Regions from separate parts of the Sus scrofa genome. Here regions 1 and 3 are each linked to region 2. The links are chromatin contacts, called in public HiChIP or PLAC-seq and promoter capture Hi-C maps. All regions are on one chromosome and are shown on one strand. The core of a region is the stretch at or near the end of the contact, and the rest is flanking DNA. Distances in the headings are between cores, read along the strand shown. Region 1 holds the start of RETREG2 (protein FAM134A). Region 2 holds the start of DNAJB2 (dnaJ homolog subfamily B member 2). Region 3 holds the start of ABCB6 (ATP-binding cassette sub-family B member 6, mitochondrial).

Evidence for each region. Promoter capture Hi-C pulls out the DNA fragments that hold promoters and counts their contacts. HiChIP or PLAC-seq counts read pairs in DNA pulled down with a chosen protein or histone mark.
Region 1: a contact with region 2 is called in an H3K27ac HiChIP or PLAC-seq map of alveolar macrophages. The contact joins the promoter of RETREG2 here to the promoter of DNAJB2 in region 2. A contact is called at or near these places in 2 of 5 promoter capture datasets (fetal skeletal muscle and liver), 4 of 47 Hi-C or Micro-C datasets (alveolar macrophages, mesenteric adipose tissue, retroperitoneal adipose tissue and 1 more) and 2 of 2 datasets of contacts at active chromatin or transcription factors (alveolar macrophages and skeletal muscle).
Region 3: a contact with region 2 is called in a promoter capture Hi-C map of fetal liver, with 2.5 times the contacts expected there. The contact joins the promoter of ABCB6 here to the promoter of DNAJB2 in region 2. A contact is called at or near these places in 2 of 5 promoter capture datasets (fetal liver and fetal skeletal muscle), 6 of 47 Hi-C or Micro-C datasets (epiblast stem cells, fetal liver, heart right ventricle and 2 more) and 2 of 2 datasets of contacts at active chromatin or transcription factors (alveolar macrophages and skeletal muscle).

What each region holds. Positions count from the first base shown.
Region 1 is chr15:121,210,981-121,213,680 of Sscrofa11.1, reverse strand. RETREG2 (protein FAM134A) reads right to left here and starts at 1,311. Exons shown (of 9, transcript XM_021074927.1): 1 at 1,212-1,311; 2 at 1-89. It overlaps CNPPD1 (protein CNPPD1), which reads left to right and starts at 793. Exons shown (of 10, transcript XM_021074929.1): 1 at 793-878; 2 at 1,656-1,945; 3 at 2,193-2,280. The coding sequence starts at 2,212.
Region 2 is chr15:121,318,516-121,321,215 of Sscrofa11.1, reverse strand. DNAJB2 (dnaJ homolog subfamily B member 2) reads right to left here and starts at 1,297. Exons shown (of 11, transcript XM_021074972.1): 1 at 1,115-1,297; 2 at 741-841; 3 at 1-42. The coding sequence starts at 805.
Region 3 is chr15:121,252,980-121,255,679 of Sscrofa11.1, reverse strand. ABCB6 (ATP-binding cassette sub-family B member 6, mitochondrial) reads left to right here and starts at 1,330. Exons shown (of 20, transcript XM_005672225.3): 1 at 1,330-1,460; 2 at 1,632-2,211; 3 at 2,539-2,676. The coding sequence starts at 1,666. ATG9A (autophagy related 9A) reads left to right here. Exons shown (of 14, transcript NM_001190275.1): 14 at 1,224-1,325. The coding sequence ends at 1,325.

The DNA.
Region 1 (2,700 bases), core at 62-2,561, 110 kb after region 2:
AGCGAGGCTGCCAAAGATCCAGCAGAAAATAGGCTAAAAGTGAGATGCTGAGTAGAAAGATGGGCCGTAGGGACGAAGAAGACAGCAACCTTAAGGAGAGACAGGCATCTCAGCGGTGAGTGGGTGAGAAAGGCTCTCACATCCATCGCAAAAGGCGAACAAGCGCCCACTGATGGGGGAATGGGAACCTCTGGGCCTAGCTCGATAACCAAAGTCGAGTGGGAAATGGGAATGGGGCAACCCAGGCGGACAACAGCCTTTAAAAACCGAGAGATGGGTCTGCCCCAGGAAGGGAATGGTACTCCGGGTCCTCCCCGCCCCCGCTCGCCCGCGCAGCCCGGCCCCGCCCCCCTCCTCCTCCGAGGCCGTTACCAGAAGAGGCCGTTGAGCGCGGCCGCCGTGACCAGGCTGTGCAGCGGCTTCTCCCACACCAGCAGCCGCTGCGCTGCCGCCAGCACCGCCTCCCAGCCGCGGAGCCGCAGCCACAGCGTCGTGGCCAGGCGTCCCACCGCCTCGGCAGTGGCTGCCTCCTCCTCCGCCTCGCCGGTGGCCTCACCCATTCCTAAGCTCAGGCCCAGGCCCAGGCTCAGGCCCAGCCCTGGGCTCCCACCCGCGCCGGTGTTACCACCGCCACCACCACTAGCCATAGCCCCGCCGCAGCCGCCGCCCGAGCCCGCGAGGAGCCAGGGCTGCGCGGCCGCCGCCGGGGGCGCGTCAGGCGGAAGGGGGCGCACGCCGCGGAGCGGGCCGCCGAGGCCGCGGATGGGCGTCACGTGACGGCGGAGCGACGAACCCGTCACGTGAGGCGACCTAACCGCTGGGCTAGGGCGGTCTGCGCCTGCGTGCAGGCGGCTGCCGATGACCCTTCTCCTACGCAGGTGCGTGTTTTGGCTGCGCCGGGCGTTGTCAGCTTCCTGATTGATGGACTGTATCCCCGTGTTTCCCCACCCCAGCCAATTTTCTTCTCCCTATGTAGGCAGGGTAGCTAGGGAACCTGGTCCTGGCCCGGTATTCCCAGTGTGATGCGGCCGGGAAGGGCGACAAGTGGGCTTCGGATGCTCAGAGTCTTTCGTAGGAGCTATTTCTGCTCTGGAAGGGTGGCGGCCATCCCATTACTCAACCCTCGTCGTACTGGTCCTCCCCGTTCCCTCCCCTCAGCGAATAAACAAACACCACCGTTTGACTCTACAGACTCAAAAACACAGCTTCACCTGCTCAGAAAAGTTGTTTTCTTCCCGTCTCTTTCGGTAAACAAGCCCGCCTTCACGCATCGGAACTCCTTCTAATCCCTCGCTCAAGAGATTGGGGTCTGGGGGGAAGAGTTTAAAAATAAAACCCTATTAGGAGCTCTTTACTCTGGGGGGAGGGGACGTTGACACCATTTACTGTGGTTTACAATGTAACAAGCGTTTTATATTGCAGTCATTTAATCTGCAATAATCCTACGAAATATGTGCTTAACTATGTCTAAAATTACAGGCTATACTAAAAGGAGGATATAAAGCCAAACGTGCGCCTGCCACCTTGTACACAATTCACCCCTGTTAAACTTGTGCATTCTTTCTGACGCGTTTTAAATGTACGTTATATCTCTTTTTTAAAAGTTGGGGCCAACTCTCCGGCCCACGTCTTTATGTTTACATTTCTACGGATAGGAAAAGGTCAGCCGGGCGCGTTCATCCTCAGCGCGCCATGGTCCCTTCGGAACTGCCCTGATTTCTCAGACGAGGGCACCCTGGAGTTTAACTCCTGCGACTTGCCCCGGCTTCTCGACACCAGGCGTTCTAGCCTCGCTCCTTCCCCGGCTCGGCCCAGCGGGCGGCAGGAAGTGCGGGGCGGTGACTCTCCAGCGACACCCCCGCGGCTTGTAAACGCGAAGCAGACGCTCGGCGTGGCAAAGGCACCGTACGCGCCTCGCAACCGGGTCTTCTCTCTACTCGGTGAGGTGGGCGCCCCAGCCCTGGAGCTCCACTCCCGGGTTCGGAACCCAGATCCTGGAGCCCCACCCGGGGCGGAACAGGAAGACGTTCCCGCCCGTCGGGCTCCGCCTGCAGCCGCTGGCGCGAGGGGAGGGGGCTGCACCGGCGTGGGCGGCGGCCCGCGCGAGAGAGACCCGCGGGCAGGTGAACAGGCGATCAAGGACTGCTCCGCGGCCCCCTTTAATCTCGTTCCCTTCCCTTCCACCTTCTCAGGGCGGCGCCTGGCAGCGCGATGGACCTGGCCGGACTCCTGCTGGACGAAGAAGGCACCTTCTCCCTCGCCGGCTTCCAGGACTTCACAGTGAGCGCTCGTCCCGCCCCCTCCCCGGCCTCTCTTTGCTTGGAGCCCAAACCCCTGGCGCTCCCCTCCGGGCCCTAGCCGGGCCGCGAGCTTGCCTGATGGCTCTGCCGGGGAACCGGGCGTCAGCCGCTCGAGCCGTGCCTACTGGAGGCCCTGGTTGCTTGGGCCCCCAGGGAGAGCTGTGGGGGTGCAGGAATGGGGTAGGAGGTGACCAGCCGGGGCCCTTCTGGGAGAACTTTTCCTCGGGAGCCCTCAGCGGAGAAGGATTCCACCCCCTGCGGACAGACTGCCTTTGGCAAACAAGCCAGAGAGTTTGAGGCGGGGTGGGGCCCAGGCCCCATTAGCTGTGAGGCAGGCCTACCGTCCCGCACCCAGCTTCAAGCCCCGAGCCAGGATCTCCACCATACCTTTCCCTGCCCT
Region 2 (2,700 bases), core at 48-2,547:
GGGTTCTTGTCTGGGTGCCACTGTAAAGCCTTCTTCCGATACCTGCAGGAAGTGGGTTCAGAAAGGAAGGGTCAGGGGACAAACGCAAGCACTTGCCACCAGGGAACAAAATGACCCATTTCCTGTTAGCCCACTACAGCCTGTTCACCACTCAGATCCCAGTCGATCCCAGCTGGTAGGGCTACCTCTGCAGCAATGTTTTAATGGAGTCCCTATCTCTCCCCTCTGCAGTCAGTGCCAGGGATACATACTTGCATTAGCCGATGATAACCTAGGAGTGAGAAAGTCCCGGCTCTAACCTCTCTTTGGGGCTCACTGGGGCTGGGGCTGCAAAGGATGTGGGTACTTGTGGCCAGGAAAAGTACCAGGCAGTGGTCCCTCCTAATCACAGCGCTTGAGCATCTTTGCACTGCATCCTGAGAAAACCCACACCTAAAGGCTGGGGGTTGAGGTAGCAGTAAAAGGGAGGGGGGAGGGGGGTGGGGAGGGGAGGCCGCACTGGAAAAGAACCCACACGGCAGCTCTCAGGGGAACGTGATGCTTTGGACTTTGTCCTACTGATCCAGGCATCTCCTTCCTCCCAACAGGGGTCACTCTCTGAGGGAGCCCCTCTCCCCAGTCCTGTCTAAGGAACTGCTTCCCTAGGCCCTGCCTCTAAATGGCCCATGGGGTTGGAAGGGGGCGGTGGGCGTGAAGGGGGGCGGGTGAGTGGCTTTCTGATGCACAGCAGAGGCACTTACGCCTTTTTGATGTCATCAGCCGTCGCACTTCGCGGCACGTCTAGGATCTCGTAGTAGGATGCCATGGCAACTCGTTAGTCGTCAGGCTGGCCTCCTTGGGGCTGCGGTAGAGAAGGAAGCGTCAGGCCGAAAGAACCGAGAGCCCCTCCTTGGGGCTGGAGGCCACCTGCTACCCCCACCCCGGGGGCAGCGGAGCCCTCTGGGCTGTGCTTGCGGATGGTGACTAGGCTCCCTCGGACACCCTTATCGGCTCCCGCAGGCCGGTGCTGCGGGCTATCTCGGGGACCAGAGCTGGGGCGCCCTATCTCAGTCCTCGAACTGCAGCTGCCCAGCCCAGGGCCCCCCTAGCCTGTGCTGGGGCCCCCCGCCCGCACCTCCTCCGCCGGGAGTCCCTGGCCTCCAGCAGCGCCCCGCCCCTGCCCCCCGCCAGGAACCGTCTGGCACCCGCTGCCCGGCTCGCGGCTGCTGCGTAGGACGCGGCCGGCCCAGCTGTGCGCGCAAGCATGCGTCAGCGGCACGGAAACTACTAGAGACCCAGAGGGGGCCGGCTCGGCCTGTCACCTGGGGGTGGGGGTGGGGAGTGCTGCTGCAGGGGCTGCCGGGAGATGGGGGCGGAGCCAGCTATTTTGGGCTTGCACCAGGACAACGTCATCCCCAGATGGGACCTGGGAGACAGCCGAATGCTCCCTCCAGGCGTGACGCACTCAAGAAACGAGCACCCCCTCCCAGCCCCAGCCCCTGGCTCTTCTGCCGCATTGCCTGTAGACACGCTCGAGGGCGGGTGGTTACTCACCGGGAAGAAATCAGCACCTCAGGGACTCACAGACTCCCCTTCTAGGTCCTCCCCCTTGTTCAGATCCCTGCTCTAGCGTCAGGTCCTCAAAAGAGGCTGCCCAACTTCCCGGAGTAGGTCAGACCTGTCTCGCAAAGAATCTCATGGCATCCGTCCTCACACTGGTCAGAGCTACAAGTTCGCATTTATTAGATTATTTGATTGATATTCACATCCCCAACGAGGATGTAAATTCCAAGCAGTAGAGGTTATGACTTTTTTCTCACTGGAGTATTAGGACAGTAGTGGAGGTCAGACGATCATTGGATGATTAAATAATGAACAGATGGGAACATGTTAACAGTTCTGACACATTTGGGAGAGGTGGAAGTTAAAGAGAAAAAGGAAAATCTTTTTTGAAAAGGAAAAGGAAATTCCCCAGATTTGAGGTTTTTCTTTCTAAACTGATGCTGAGTAGACCTCTTCTGTCTTAAGGTGATTTCTGTGTTCAGACCGCCTGGGAAAGTCAGAGAACCTTCTAGAACTGGCTCCCGGAGTTCCTGTTGTGGCTCAGCAGAAGCAAATCCGACTAGTATCCATGAAGATACAGGTTCGATCCCTGGCCCCACTCAGTGGGTTAAGGATCTGGCGTTGCGGTGAGCTGTGGTGTCGGTCGCAGATGCTGCTGGGATCCTGAGTTGCTGTGGCTGTGGCTTAGGCCTGCAGCTGTAGCTCTGATTAGACCCCCTAGCCTGGGAATTTTCATATGCTGCAGGTGCGGTCCTAAAACGCAAGAAAAGAAAATAGGAAAAAAAAAAAAAGAAAGGAAGAACTGGTTCCTGCTTCATATCCAGGCCAGTCCACGAGTATTAATTGAGCATCTTCTGTATTGTACATGCTGCCGGAATGTAAAAAGAAGACTGTGGCCCAATCTCTGCCTTCACCGAACTCTGACTTGCTAAGATACCAGTCCATCAGTATAGCCCCCTGGGAAACGCCAAGGCTTTGGAAACAGATCTGAGTTTGCAACCTGGTACTACTATGTGACGGGAAAACCTCTGATGACTTGGTTTTTCCTCCCTAAATACAGGTAACACCTAGGGCCGTTTGAAAGTCAAAGGAAGCATGGTACACAGTAGGTCTTAGAACAGGTCTTCTCTGGCATTATGACTGGCCCTGGTAATAATG
Region 3 (2,700 bases), core at 81-2,580, 66 kb after region 2:
GTGTTGCCTGGCTCCACGCGTGTGGTGTTTGTGTGTCCGTGCCTGGCCAAGGGAGGTGCCAACACTGGGCTCGCCGAGAGATTGGGGGCCTAGGAATCAGGGCGCACAGGACTCTAGCCTCATCCCCAGGACCCCCCTTGGCTCAGAGTGTGGTGCTAGAAACTGGTCCCCAGCCCAGCCCCAGTACTGCCACCTTTGCACCCACCCTTGCAGATCTCCAGAGGACTGCCCACCACAGAAGCTGCCAAGCAGGGAGAACACGTGCCAACTGTGGAGTGGGGAGGAGGTTGGGCCTGGACCCTCGACCTCTATAGCCTCTCTTCCCCTACCCTGAACAGACGAGCAGCTCAGGCTGTGGCCCTTACCTCACCCCCAGTTCTCTCCCAGTGCTGCAGCCTGCTCACCTCTCCCCTGCTTCCCGCACATCACTGGCATGTGTGCCGCTTGTTCCTGCTTGTTCTCGTTCTGTTGGCTCGCTCCCCTTCTGTTAAGCTTTTGCTTTGCGTTGGTGTGGAGGCTCTCACTCCCAGCTCCCGTCACGCTATCTTTTGACACTAAGAAGGAAGGTTTACGAAATTGCAGGAGCGGGATGGAAATTCTTTGCTGCCCTCTCCAATGTTAGGATGGACCCCTGGGGGGGGGGGGACAGAGGCCTTCCTGGCCCCCCTGCTGCTTATGGTACCTCCCCACCACCTGCACATGGGACGGACAGGGCTGGAGTATGCCCTTGGTTATCTCCCAGGACGAGAGCTGTGGCCTGCATCCCGCTGTCCCCTAGAGGGGGATGGAGGGCGACAGGACTGCTTCGCCCAGGGCTTTGGGCTGCCGCATTGCATGCTGGGACCCAGCTCCTTGTGAAGTCCGCCTCACCCTTCACCCAGCTCCGTCCACTGCGAGTGAGCGGTGAACTACGCTGTCTAAATTCACGGTGGAACGGGGTGGGGACCGTGTATAGCTTGACAACCCTTAATAAAGAAGGGACTTTGACCTGGTCGCGTATTGTTGTCTCGTCCGCCCGGCTAGGGTTCTGGGGACAATGGGCATAGGGTGTGTGTGGCTCACCCAGGTGGCGGGGGGGCCAGGTCGGCCCTGCAGGAAAGCGGGCCTATGCGGTCGCTTGGATATACCGACCTAGTCGGAGAGCAGGAGAGCAGCTTCTAATCCACGGTTCGGTGGAGGTCAAGGACTCCGGCAGGACGTGCGGTCAGATTTCCCGCCCTGAGCACGTGACCATGCCGACTCCGCCCGTCTATTTTGCCTTCCCTGGCATGCACCATTTTCCCCCGCCCCTTCGGGGACACTCGGCCAATGGGGACCCTGAGTAGGGGCTGGGAGGGCGGGGCTGCCGCTGAAGAGAGCGGCTGGAGTGGAGCGCCGAACGTTCCTGCAGGCCGGCACTTGACCCGAGGGTCCCTGCCGCGAGCGAGGGGCAGACGGCTGCGACGGCGTACGTGCCCGGCGTGAGTGCGTGGCGGCGGCGCGTGCGCGACCTGAGTGGGTGGTGTGGCCGGGTCCACGTGCGTCCCTACCCTGCGACCCCAGCAGCTTAGCGCCGGGAGGCTCTATGACCCGAGATACCCGGGATTCCGCTCCCAGCCCCCAGCGGCCGATCCGGTTCTCCTGTCCCTTAGTCCCCGCAGCCCCTGCCGGAGGCCACGCATTACCATGGTGACTGTGGGTAACTACTGCGAGGCCGAAGGACCCGCGGGTCCGGTCTGGGTGAAAGGCCTCAGCCCCTGCTTCTTCTTCACGCTTGTGCCCTCAATGCTGATGGGCCTGGGGGCTCTGGCCTTGGTGCCGGTTCTTCCCTGCAAGCGTCCGGAGAGGCCTGATGGCGCCGATGCGGTGTCCTGGGCGGCCGGTCCTCGTGTCGCTCCCTACGTGCTGCAGCTGCTTCTGGCCACACTTCAGGTGGCGCTGCCCCTAGCCGGCCTCATTGGCCGGGTGGGCACTGCCCAGGATGCCCCACTGCCCGGCTACCTGTTGCTGGCTACTGTATTGGGAACTGTGGCCAGCGCCTGTGGCCTGGGGCTGCTTGTGACTGAGCGGAACCAGGCACGGCAGAAGCTGGCGATGGGCGTCTGGATCAAGTTCACGCACAGCCCGGGTCTCCTGCTCCTCTGGACAGTGGCTTTTGCAGCTGAAAACTTGGCCCTGGTGTCTTGGAACAGCCCACAGTGGTGGTGGGCAAGGGAGAACTTGAGCCAGCAGGTGAGGGACCTTGTGGTGGTAGGGGAGGCATGGCTAGCAGGGGCGGGGAAGAAGGACCACAATTCTGGTCACACTGGCTCCAGGCTTCCAATGCCTCTAAGGGAAGAAAGGAGGGGCCCGCCCTCCCTGCTGGGTGCTGGGAGCTGATAGCCAGCTGGTGGGGAGTGGCTGTGCTGAGTCACTGTGGATTTTTTTTAAAGCCTACTAGATGCTGGGGCCCTGAGGAGGACCTGGGTGTGTGCCCTACACCAGTCCCCAGCCCTGGTATAAGTAGTAACAATAGGATTTTGGCCTTACTTGATATTCTCCCCATGCGTTTAATTGTAGGTTCAGTTTAGCCTGTGGGTGCTGCGGTATGTGGTGTCTGGAGGGCTTTTTGTCCTGGGACTCTGGGCCCCTGGGCTTCGTCCCCACTCTTACGCCTTGCGGGTCAATGAAGAGGATCAAGACATAGAGAGGAGCCAGGTACACAGCAATTTCTGAACCTTA